Regions from separate parts of the Mus musculus genome. Here regions 1, 3 and 4 are each linked to region 2. A link is a contact called in public Micro-C and promoter capture Hi-C data. All regions are on one chromosome and are shown on one strand. The core of a region is the stretch at or near the end of the contact, and the rest is flanking DNA. Distances in the headings are between cores, read along the strand shown.

Evidence for each region. Promoter capture Hi-C pulls out the DNA fragments that hold promoters and counts their contacts. Hi-C and Micro-C count contacts between places; a contact is called where the count stands out from the background.
Region 1: a promoter capture Hi-C map of embryonic stem cells shows a contact between it and region 2, with 8 read pairs. The contact joins the promoter of Hoxb5 here to the promoter of Cbx8 in region 2. A contact is called at or near these places in 2 of 39 promoter capture datasets (both in embryonic stem cells), 1 of 484 Hi-C or Micro-C datasets (embryonic stem cells) and 1 of 115 datasets of contacts at active chromatin or transcription factors (embryonic stem cells).
Region 3: a promoter capture Hi-C map of embryonic stem cells shows a contact between it and region 2, with 9 read pairs. The contact joins the promoter of Hoxb8 here to the promoter of Cbx8 in region 2. A contact is called at or near these places in 2 of 39 promoter capture datasets (both in embryonic stem cells) and 4 of 484 Hi-C or Micro-C datasets (all in embryonic stem cells).
Region 4: a Micro-C map of embryonic stem cells shows a contact between it and region 2, with 11 times the contacts expected there. The contact joins the promoter of Hoxb2 here to the promoter of Cbx8 in region 2. A contact is called at or near these places in 3 of 39 promoter capture datasets (cranial neural crest and embryonic stem cells), 5 of 484 Hi-C or Micro-C datasets (all in embryonic stem cells), 1 of 115 datasets of contacts at active chromatin or transcription factors (embryonic stem cells) and 1 of 9 other capture datasets (embryonic stem cells).

The regions. Positions count from the first base shown.
Region 1 is chr11:96,301,988-96,304,921 of GRCm38.p6, reverse strand. Hoxb5 (homeobox B5) reads right to left here and starts at 1,410. Exons shown (of 2, transcript NM_008268.2): 1 at 747-1,410; 2 at 1-32. The coding sequence starts at 1,308. The region is part of intron 1 of Hoxb5os (homeobox B5 and homeobox B6, opposite strand); the gene reads left to right.
Region 2 is chr11:119,039,504-119,042,205 of GRCm38.p6, reverse strand. It overlaps Cbx8 (chromobox 8), which reads left to right and starts at 1,293. Exons shown (of 5, transcript NM_013926.1): 1 at 1,293-1,424; 2 at 1,815-1,858; 3 at 2,047-2,112; 4 at 2,208-2,274; 5 at 2,687-2,702. The coding sequence starts at 1,356.
Region 3 is chr11:96,280,168-96,283,190 of GRCm38.p6, reverse strand. Hoxb8 (homeobox B8) reads right to left here and starts at 1,286. Exons shown (of 2, transcript NM_010461.2): 1 at 1-1,286. The coding sequence starts at 228.
Region 4 is chr11:96,350,060-96,353,038 of GRCm38.p6, reverse strand. Hoxb2 (homeobox B2) reads right to left here and starts at 1,407. Exons shown (of 2, transcript NM_134032.2): 1 at 844-1,407; 2 at 1-89. The coding sequence starts at 1,228. The region is part of intron 1 of Hoxb3os (homeobox B3 and homeobox B2, opposite strand); the gene reads left to right.

The DNA of each region.
Region 1 (2,934 bases), core at 161-2,660, about 23 Mb after region 2:
CCGGGCCCTTTTTCCGTCTGGCCCAGTCATATCTAGAGCAGTTAGAGGAGAGCCCCGAGGCAACGTTATTCCGGTTAAAGGAGGGGGCACTGAGTGGGAGGGGGCGGGGAGCAGGACCCAGGCGTCCCCAGCACCCAGCTCACCGCAGCTCCCATCCTCCTCACCCCAGATGCCTGCATCCAGCCTCTATTTCTTCATACCCCCCCTTCTCCAGCAGCCCCCACTTCTGATGGTAGTGAATGCTCCCGGCTTTGTCTCTGGCTCCTTCCCAGTGCCTCACCCTAGGCTGGGTTCAGGCGGCAGCTCGCCCGGGAGGGAAGAGAGCCACTGCACTTTTGCCCTAGAAAGCTCCGTTTATAGCCCATTCCCCCTTTGCTAGCAGCAGTCTCAAAATTTCTGTAATAATCAGGACCCTTCCTCACAATACACAAATCCCATCTTTCATCCTAAAGCCGGTGACTGGCTAGGTAAACAAAACCTAAGCTGAACGTGGCAACAAACTGGCCTTTTTTTTTTTTTTTTAAATGCCTACGCCCAGAAAACAACACTGTTTGGCTCTATCTATGGAGCTGTGGGGACCCTTTCTGACACTTTTCCCTCTTGATGGCAAAAAAAAAGAAAGAAAGAAAAAGAAAAAAAGAAAAGAAAAAAGGGATCTATATTTGAGGCAAAGCCAAGCTTTGCTCGCCCCCACCCCCAACACAGGGCAGGAATGCGGAGAGGACAAAAAAGAGATGGAGAATTACCGTGGCTGATGTGAAGCTTCCTCATCCAGGGGAATATCTGTGGAGTCTGCCCCTCGGGCGCGGCCGTAGAGGTGGCCATGGGCTCTGGCTGTGCTCGAGCCAAGCTGGGGCTGCTTAGCTGGCTCGCCGCTTCCTCGGGCTCAGAGGACGCGCTGGCCTCGTCTATTTCGGTGAAATTGGCGCTGGAGCTGGCTGGGGTCGCCTGGTCGGAAGGGGACGAAGCAGAGGGCTTGGCGCCGTGGCTGTCGCCGTTAGTGCAGGGCAGGGACTCGGGCGAGGACAGGGAGCAGCTGGACGTCGCCTGCCTGAAGCGGGGTTCCTGGGCGGACGCGGGGAAGGCGCGCGAGCTCTCGCCCACCGCCCCAAAGTGGCTGGAGGAGGCCGAGGAGCGGTTGACGCTGAGATCCATCCCATTGTAATTGTAGCCGTAAGAGCCGGTGTGCATGGCAGCGGGATCCCTGTAAGAGCCGCTCAGAGAGCTGCCACTGCCATAATTTAGCAACTGATAGTCCGGGCCATTTGGATAACGCCCCGAGAAGGAGTTTACAAAGTACGAGCTCATTTGGGTGATTTTGGAGGGCTTGATTTGTGGATCGTGGTCGTTATAACCCTGTGCTTCACGATTTATGATGTATTAATGAATTATAGCGATGCACTGTACTTCGTTTTGCTATGTATGCGGCCAAATATGGGGGGGGTTAGAAGGGGGATGGGGGGGCGTTAGGGAATCACGTGCTTTTGTTGACCAGTCGTAAATTCTCACTGATGACCTCAAGAGGTAATTCATGCTCTATGGTTACAAATAATGACGATCGGAGAATCGTTAGGGCCGATTCAATGCGAGCCTCCGAGAGGGGGGGAGAAAGTGAGAAGGGGGAAAAACAGGGAGAAGGTTGACGTTGGCCTCTGAGCAGAGCGCGCCACCTCCCGGCGATTGACGGGAGCGCGGGCCGCAGGCCGCCATGGCGGCTTCGGCAACCTCTTTGCTGGCTCTGTGCAACCGCCAAGCCAAGAAAGAAACCCGGCCCGCAGCTCACTCACAGGCTTGAACCTTTAGGAAGATGGATTTGAGTCTTTTGCCTACTTCGTTAGGGTGCGGCTATCCCCTCTATTTGTGGCCTCTCTGACATTATCATCACCATTATTATTTTAACTCTGGGTAATATAATCAAAATGAAGTTGCTTGATCTTCCCTCCTTAGGCTTTGCCAGTCCCCAACTTGGGTAAGGAAATGGGGGGAAGGATTATAAGTTGTGTGTGAAAAACAATTATAAGAATTTTGTTAGCTCAGCCAGGTCTGCTTCTTGGCTAGGCTTCAGCGGCGGGTCCACAACACGAGAGAGAGCCGCAGGACTAGGCTGGAGGGAGGCTGGAAAAGGCAGGGAAGCTCTTCGTTCTCCTGGGCCCCTGGGAAGTTTGGATTTTTCCTTCTGACCTCTCATCCTTAGCCTAGGCCTAGGAACCGAGGTAAACAGGGACCCTAGAAGAGAAAGATGGTCGGTCGGCCAAAGACTAGAGAGACAACCGTCTGAGCGGTTAAGGTTTGGTGGTAACTCTTCTGCGGGAGTTTGGGGTTTAAACAGATCCCCTTTAACAAGCTCGCCAGATGCCAGCTATCTCATTCAGAGACCAAATCCAAAGCCTTGTGTTGCTGGTGGCCAATAATTGGAGAATTTGCTCATGGCCTTACCGCCTTCCCTGGGAAGGTGTTCGGAAGACCGGCGGCCCCTTGCTGAGCTCGCTGGGCGGCCAGAGATCTCCGCAGCTGGGCCCCTTCTGCCAGACGGCTATTTTCTTTAAAAATAAAAAAAGGAGGGGGGAGAGGGAGAAGGAAGAAAAGAAAACGGGGCCTGAAGCTTGCTGCTCGGGTGTGGGTGGCAGTAAAGAGAAAATGAGCCATTTTGGGTTGAGAAGGTGAGACTAAAGGCGCCATCACCTGGACCCCTGCCCTCGGGTCTCCAAAGAGCAAGATAAAGTCGGGCCCTTGCAGCCTTCTGCTGCCGGCTTCCCATTCTCTTCCTGGCCACCGAGCTCCTACTTAATATGAGAAGAGGCACCCTGGAGCCTGTAGACGAGTTGTGGAGAGATGCCCAGTGGCCTCATTTTTCAGTCTCCGGAGCAATAGGCCGGGGATCCGAGGGCCAAGGCCGGCAGAGACAGCCATGTGGGCGGGCCAAAGGCCAGGGCC
Region 2 (2,702 bases), core at 44-2,543:
CGACCCTCGTCCCCTACCTGGGACTTGCCATCTTCGCGTCGGGGGTGGGGGTGGGGGTGTCTCTTCCAGGCCGCACTAGATACCGCCACACCCCTCAAAGTCCATACTGATGTTTGTCGGGAATCCCCCGCTTACGCTTACGTCGTCTAGAAGAGCCCGAGACAGAAAGTGCACTAGCTCTGCACCCAGGTCTGGAGCAGAGCCGCGGCGCCTCCAGAGCTAGCCAGGCTCTAGGCTCTGCCTCGATGGTCATAGGCTCCTTAAACCCACCCAGGCCGGGACAGATGTGGTCAGGGTTGACTTCTCTCAGGACTGAGGAGTGGATTGGACGGAAACTGCAGGCTGGGTCAGGAATAGAGGCTGGGGCAGGGCAGCTGAGACTTGGGGACAATGAGGGTGGGAAGAGGAGGCTCGCGACCCCTCCTGCAGGGTCTCGCTTCAGGATGGATTCAGGCGGTAAACACTGGCTTGTGCCAGTCTGCTTTGGGCTTCTGAGCCCGGAGAAGCGCCCACGCCAGCTCGCAGGACCCGGAGGGTGGACGCGGGCAGCGCTATGCGACTGGAGACCAAGAGCAGGCTCATTGATTTGTTAGCTGGATGGGACTGGTGAAGAAGGGAGGAGGGGGCGTTGCCATGGAGACCCAGGGTGCGCGGCCGCAAGGGAGGGGTCAGGGAATTAGTAGGTTCGGCGCAAGCGACGTAGGTCCGGGGGTTCGGGCGCGGCTCGATGCGCCCCAGCACCTGTGCATTGTGCATCAACGGCGGCTGGCGACCAGGATGGCGCCAGCTAGGGCATGGGCAGGTGGGGAGGGCCTGGGTCTGCAGAGGGGCAGCGCCTGGCTGGCACCTACGCAGGGAGCCCTAATAGCTCGGCGGGGCAAGCCACGCACCCGGGGAAACGCTGGGCAATCAGGCAGGGGGGCCAGGGGCGGGAGCCTAGGGCAGCGGCCCCCCTGTCCAGCCGTGCAGACTGACAGCAGCCGGGCCCGCCCCGCTTGGCGTCACTTCCGCTGACGGCTCGCTCCCCCTCCCTCTGGGTCTCTGGAGTGGACAGAGACCCCGCCTCCTGGCTATTGGAACGCGGGTCACGTAGCAACGCAGGGGAGACGGGGAGAGGGGCGTGGCCGGGCGCTAGTCCAATCAGCGCCCGCAGAACGGGCCCAGGACGCTTGGCTTTAGCAACGTCGTTAGCAACACGTGGGGCGGGAGGAAGCGCTGGGAGGGGGTGGAGGGAGGGAGAGTGCGCGGGGGAGGGAGGAGAACTGACGTCAGCGGGAGAGTATTATGGGCTGTCGAGGGCTGGCTGCTGCTTTTCTGCTCCTGGAAGCGGCTGAGGGGGGAAGCGGCGAGTCAACATGGAGCTCTCGGCGGTGGGGGAGCGGGTGTTCGCGGCCGAAGCCCTCCTGAAGCGGCGCATTCGCAAAGTAGGTGAAGGGGAAGGCGGGCGGCGACGCGAACTCTCCCTCACCAGGGCCCAGGCTCCCTCCCCTTGCTGCAGCCCAGCCTCCCTTCCCCCAGGTCCCAGCAGCGGCCGCGGCCGTGGCGGCGGCGGCGGCGGCTCAGCCCCAGCGCTCTCCTTAGACTTGCAGCCCTGCACAGATTGCATGGATGGGGGGTGGGGTGGGGGATGAATGCCGGTGCATGCACTTTGTGCAGCGTTTCTGCAGGGGTGCTGCAGTGGACTGGTTCCTTTGGCGGTAGTGTTTGGAGCATTCATTTGGTGCATGCATTTTCGTGTGTATTTCTTGTGTCCTCGTCATGCATTTCTCCCCACGCACACACATACACAAGCATTTTCCCTTTTGCATCTGCAGGGACGCATGGAATATCTCGTGAAATGGAAGGGCTGGTCGCAGAAGTAAGTAGGTTATATGCAATCGCTACCCCACACTGATATCGAGGAGGGTTCTTTCTTCCTCTTTTCCCCTTCACATTGAAATACAACACAAGGCAGCCGGAAAAGTTGCACACACATACACGCCCTCCACTCTGTCCTCTCTCTCCTGCTCCAGGGACTGATGCTCCATTCTTCCTGGTTTCCTTTAGGTACAGCACGTGGGAGCCCGAAGAAAATATTCTGGATGCTCGCCTCCTTGCAGCCTTTGAGGAAAGGTACAGACCCTTAGCCTAGCCACTCACTAGAACCCATACACGCTGACTTCGGTGCAGCCAGGACACACCCCCTTCTCTCTCTTTTCTTTCTTTAGGGAACGGGAGATGGAGCTCTATGGCCCCAAAAAGCGAGGACCCAAGCCTAAAACCTTCCTTCTCAAGGTATGTTGCGATCTCCAGAGGTGGAGTGTGCCGTTCAGGGAGGATCTGCAGGGCTTGTAAATCAATGGGTGCCCTTGCCTTGTGTGTATTTGTAATCTGGACTTCTGTCAGAGGCCCCATCACGGAGTTCTAGAGGCAGGACTTAGCTGCACCAGAAGGCCTTCATTCCCACCCCCCCTCCAGCCATCCCAAGTAGACCTCTGTTACACAAGGAGTCTGTTGGTTGCAAATGGCTTCTTCCAGACAAACCCTCATTCCCCTCCCCCAGACTATTACTAAGAGCCCACCTCCCCACTCAATTAGAATTTCCCAGGCATCCAGGGAAAGTTGGGCAGTCAAGGCTAGAGGTCGTGGGGGGGTGGGGTGGGCGGGGGCGGGGCTTTTTTCTCCTCACAACAACTTCCTTCTGCAGGCCCAGGCCAAGGCAA
Region 3 (3,023 bases), core at 37-2,536, about 23 Mb after region 2:
CACGGCGCACGGGTTCTGCTGGTAGGGAGCTGTGGACAGCGACGATGGCCCGTGGTAGAACTCCTGGATTTGCGAAGGGTGCTGGAAGCTGCCGCCGCTGCTGGGACCGTACACCACGGTGGGTCGGCCGCCCAGGTCCTGGGCGAAGCCGCAGTCATAATAATTGGGGCGCAGGGACTCCCCGGTTTTGTATTTGGAGAACAGTGAGTTGACGAAATAAGAGCTCATTTTATTGAATTTTGAGGCGGCGGCGGCGGCGGCGCAGGCTGTAGTTGGGGGCTGTTGGGGAGGGGGTGGGGAGGGGGAAAAGGGAGGGAGAGAGAGAGAAAAAAAAACGCGGATTCGCCGGCTCCTAGTCACCCTCGCCAGGAAAGGAGAGGAAAAGGGAGGAGGGGAAAAAAAAGAAGGAAGGAAGGAAAAGAAAGAAAAGACGAAGAAGATCTCAAAGCCGCCACACTTTTTGTGATTTCCAGGAATAGAAGAGCGAAGCCTGCAAAAGTCTAAGCCTGCATGGCAGCCGCGGCTCGCTCGCCCTCCCCCCACCCCCCACCCCCCAAACAAAAATATACCGCCACTTAAAGAGGTCCTCGCTTTACATTTCGAAGAAGGGATGCCAGTTCATAAACAGTTTTCGGTGATTTACTTCCCTCCAAATGAGTTGTTTCATATTTTGCCCCGTCTTTTCACCATCATTTGCATCCATTAGAGACCCCGCATCCTATTGGCTTCTGGGTACTCCTCCCGGACAGAACGCAGAGCGAGGGTGAGAGCGAGAGAGAGCGAGTGCGAGAGAGAGCTAGAGCGAGAGAGCGCCAGGGAGTGAGGAGAGGGCAGAAAAAAAGGAGGGGAAGAGAAAAAAACACCCAGGGAGAAAGAGGGGGAGAGGGGGGGAGAGGGAGGGGGGAGAGAGAGAGAACGAATACGGATTAAATCTGTTTAACTACCTACATTAATGAGATATCTCTTGCCTCACAACAAATCAAATACCTTCGCAGACCACCCCCAAAGACTGATGTGGGGGAGTCACGGAAAAACACCATACACACACATCCACAACGCTGAGCCTGGCGTAGGCACGCTGTTAATTTCGCGATTTTAACGAGGCAATTGGAGTCTTTCTAAATGTCAGGGTCGCTTCGGAAAAATGTAAAAGAACACGGTTTAATTGCACCGAGTTTTAAAAGGTCCTATAAATGTAATTGGTATTTTAATACAAGTTATCAAATCATACAGCTTCCTCTCCTAAACATATTTTCAAACAAACGAGGTAGTCATATTTAAAGCTTTAATGATCAATTTCCTTATTATTGATAAAGGTTTAACTATCGTGTGGAGGGAATTGGCTGGGTAACCAGCCCCCAAAAAAACGGCTGTAAACTCTTTAACAAACTATAAAACGCAATAAAGCCGGAGTCTGTTGTTGTTTATGCTGCAGCGCATAAAAGCTGTTAGCATTTTACGAGTTCTTTCCTCTACAGCTATAAAACTGCAGCTTCGATCGCCCCCGCCGCCCGACTGAAGCACGGTGGGGGTGACTTAGCTGAAATGAGACCGATTATGGGTTGCTGTGGATTTTTTTTTCCCTTTCGGCACAAACGGTGACTTTCCCCGAGATTTTCTCCCTTGCAGACACACCTGACCCCACTGGCTCTTATGAGACCCCAAACCACCCCGAGATCTGTCCTCACCTAGGTCACGCACATAACTTTCCCTCATTAAGCAAACACGCGAGATTTTCTGTGGAAAGGGAGTCTGAGAGGGCCTGAGAGAGGAAGAAGAAACTTTCTGGTTAATGGGCAGTGCTAAGGTGGAACAAAGTTCTGCAGGCGGCTGCCAATTCTGCCATTTACAGGAGCTTTACCTGCTGGTGGTTGGGGGGAGCTGCAAGAGAAAGGGGGGGGTCTTCTGGAGGTGCTTTGGCCACTTTAGAGGGAAAGGTCCAGTGATATCAAAGGATGATATCTCGTGTGGCTGTAAACCTGTGCCCCGGGCCTTGGCATTCAGAAACCAAGCCCCACTGACACCCAGCTTTCTGGGGCCAACCACCCATTCCTTCTACACACAAGCCTTCCAGGTATAGATAGTGACCTCTTCATCCACACAGCAAAAGAGGTAAGGGTAGTGGAGACTAAGGCTGGGTACCAAGGCCTTGGTTACTGCTGTCTTATGCTCTCCCGTGCCCAACACAAAGGTGTGGGTTTAAAAGGCACCTGTTATTGGTATATGTCCCCATAGCCATTTGACCACCTGCACTAACCTTGGAGTGGAAAAAAACAAGGCCACCAAGGTCTCCATTTCCCCTCTTCTCTTGTTGGGGTGCCTTTAGTTGGACCTCCAGCACCTGAAGATCTGAGGCCTCAAATCCAGAAATGACTGGCTGCCCCACTCCAAGCCCAGGCCCTCCTCTGTGTACCTGGCACATGGCTGGTGGGGGGGGTCAAACCTTAGGGTGGCAGGCAGAACCAATGGTCTCCTGAGGGAACTGACTGGAAAGACAGAGAGAAGGAGAAAGAAACGTCCTAGAACAAAGGCAGAGTCAATTTTACAAATAAATTAAATCTACTGCCCGTTCTCTAAGGTGCTTCTTTTTTTTTTTTTTTTTTTTTTTTTTTTTTTTTTTTGAGGGGTTCCATGAGCCAGAATCTTTGTAAAAATGAAACCACGTTTCCAAAGAAGCTGCACTAAGGGTTTCACTCGGCCTTCTGAAGTACAGTGTATATAGAAAGGAGAGAGAAAAGGAGGGGGCCAGAGAGAGGGAAACTGAAGCAAGCTGTGGGGTTTTGTTTTTCCACACGGATGAGAGGTCGGTGAGGCAAGCTAAAGCAGTGTCAAGTTGTTGCTGAAGTGAACATTTTTATCAAGTGCGGGGGATTTTATGGTCATGATTTGAGGACTCACTGGTGGGATAGAAATTCAATGGCTTGTTCTAAATCATCCCTACACCGTGCCAGAAATTTCTGATGGAAGGAAAATGTTTCTATTATAAGAAAGAAAAAAAAAAACAAGAAAGAGCTCGGAGATCA
Region 4 (2,979 bases), core at 158-2,657, about 23 Mb after region 2:
CTTCTCCAGCTCCAGCAGTTGCGTGTTGGTGTAGGCCGTGCGCAGTCTGCGGGAGCCGCTGCCGCCGCATTCTGGCAATCCGGGGCCATCTGCGAGGGAAGCACCCCTATGTTATCAGAGAGGTCTCAACGCAGCCTCCGTTTAGCTGAGATCGGGAGCACCCCTTTGGCTTAAAAGACTCTCAGCAGTCCTACTCGGGCTCCCACCCCACCCCCACAGCGCTTCTTTCTGTGTCTTTGGGGTTTTTTTTAGTGCTCTTCCACGTAGGCAGACCCGGCCCGGGTCAAGTCGGTGCCTTCAGAGCCGCCCACGGGCCACGTAGGGGGCGGGGAGCAATTTCTCTTAGCTCCCAGGACCTCAGAGTCTCCCTCCCCCAAGTCCTCCCAATGGACCCCTCAATTCAGAACTTTCCAACTCAACCTGGGGAGAGAGGGATCATAGATTGTTCTTCACCCCTTTCCTTCCTAGCTTTTGAATTCCCTCTTCTTCCCTAGCTTTAGGAGAGCTAGAGGCATCGCATCTTTTCCAGGCTCCAGATTCAATCCCAGACACGCTTCATTCCTCTACACAGAAACCGGGGAAACCCTTCAATCGAATCATTTTTTTCTAAGCACATTTAAAAAAAAAAAAAAAAAAAAAGCATCCTCCCCACCCTCAATCAGCTTCCAAAATTTTCTGGGGGTGGGGAAGCTAACAGTGGCTAGGCCTGAACCCCAGCGGGATACTCTGCTTCCCTCGCCCCAGATCCGTCGACCTAGGGAACCCCACCAGGAGCCCCATCACCTCACATTCTCCCCTTCTCTTCCAACTGCCCCTCACCCCGCCCCTAATACGTTTACCCACCTGATGGTGATCCGACCTCGGAGGCCCGGACCGAGGAGGCGGCTGGAGAAGGGGATGCGGCGGATTGGCTGGGTTTCTTGGTGGATTTCTTCTCTTTCATCCAGGGGAACTCGGGGGCTGGGGGGGCAACGGGGAGTGGCGGCGGTGACCGCAGAGCAGGCCCATCTCCGGCTTGCTTTTGGCTCCCTGGTCTCTGAAGGGTGGAGGCGCCGAGCTGGAGGCTGGGGAAGGTTTGCTCCAGAGGAGGAGGAGGAGGAATTAATGTCGACTCCTTGATTGATGAAGTTTGAAATGTCTCCAAGACAGCGGGGAAGGAAGTCAGACACTCGGCGAGCGATGGCTGGCTGTTTATAAACCCAATCTCCCTCTCAAATTCAAAATTCATGGCTTTCAATGGTGGGGGAGGGGGCCTGCTGGGGGGGGCGTCAGGAGGGAGAATCAGAGGGACCCCCCTCTCCCGCCCCCCCCAGGTTTATGCAATGGAGCAATTTCGCGGGGGGGGGGAGATTTCGCTCTCTCTCTTTTTTTTTTAAATTTAGGCCTTTATAATTGTATATTGCTGATAAATACAAGCGTATGGGGACTCTCTCTATTAAACCCAGGACTCCGCCGAAATTGCAGGGAATTCATGGTCACGGGACCGGTCTCCGCCAATCGCTAGTCTAGGCCTAGTGGAAAACACAGGCATTATTTGCTTTAATTGATTCAAAAACTCCAGAGGACCACGACCTGGATACCATGAGGCTTCCTCCTCTACCCCTGTTCCTTCATCAGTACCCTACACTCTCCCTAATGGCTCTCTTTTCCCAGAAAAGCCAAAAGAACCTCTTCCTTCCCTTCAGAGACTGTGTGGTGGTGGCAAACAACCACATTTAAGGGAGAAATGGAGTGAGTTAATATGCTTTCTTTATGTGGCCCTCAGTAGCCTCTTACCCTACCACCACCTCAGCCCCCAAAAGAAAAGAAAAAAAAATCTCATTTAGGGGGAAGTGGGAGTAGAAAGAGGCTTCCATACCTTGGGGGAAATCAGAAAGGAGATGGATAAAGGACAGCACTAAACACCAGCAGCAGCGGCAGCCCACCCACCCTCAGAAAGCAGTAGTTCACACTTAAGAAATGCACAGAGCTGGCACGCAGCAGGGACATAGATTCCAGGAGCACTTTGGGACATGGGCCTACCTCCCTTGCTATGTGCCCTGGATTCTAGTCTCTGCTCAGAATTTACAAGCAGTTTCTTATGTCCACTTGCCTTCCTGTTGGGGTCATCTGTACTCACACTGTGACACCCCAACCCTGGCAATAGGAGGGTCTAAGAAGGTCTAAGGTGACAGATGTATTCACAGGCCCCCAGGTGTATCTGTGTCTCTATCCAGGGCACCAAAGTAGCCATCCACTTAACTTTCAAAGCTAAAGTCAGTGCACAGTCGCCCTCTGGACAAAGGGATTTCCCCCTCTGTATTTGCCTTTGGGCTACTTTTAAAATCCCTGGTAAGAAAACATTTCCTAAAGATGGTGGGGGAGAGGGGGCTGGGGATAATGACCACCACTGAGATTATATTCTGCTTTGGGCCTCCAGAGAGAAAAAAAAATGTAATGTATTCTATGGTGAGGCACCTATGATGGGCTCAATTTTAGAATATTGTGATTTACTAGAGGAAGGAGGCAAAAAACAACAAAAAAAAAAAAAAAAAAAAAAAAAACCAAAAACAAAAAAACCTCAGAGCCACAAGCAAATTGGTGGGAAACTAGGCCTCAAAGCTGAAAATGAAAAGTCGGCTGGGGGAAGATTTTTAAATAAGTGGGTCAGAGGGACCAAGAGGAGATGAGGCGATCAATCTTAGCCCCCTGACAGCTCCCTCCGATTGCATCAAAGAATTTGGCTCTTTGGGAAAGCAGAGGGAACAACCTAAATTGCATATCCCTTAAAAAGGCCTGAGGGAGGGGGGAGCCAAAGAGAAAGGTGATTCTGGGAGATCTAGGAAACAGATGGGAAATGGGGACAGAGGGAAGGCGCTAACTTGGGTGGAAAGTTTGCCCCGGAGAACTCCCACGGCTCTGGCCTCCCCTCCCCCTCCTCGCTCTCTGTCGCCTAGCCTAGAGGAGAAGGCTGCTTAGCAGAGAAATGGCAACTCAGCG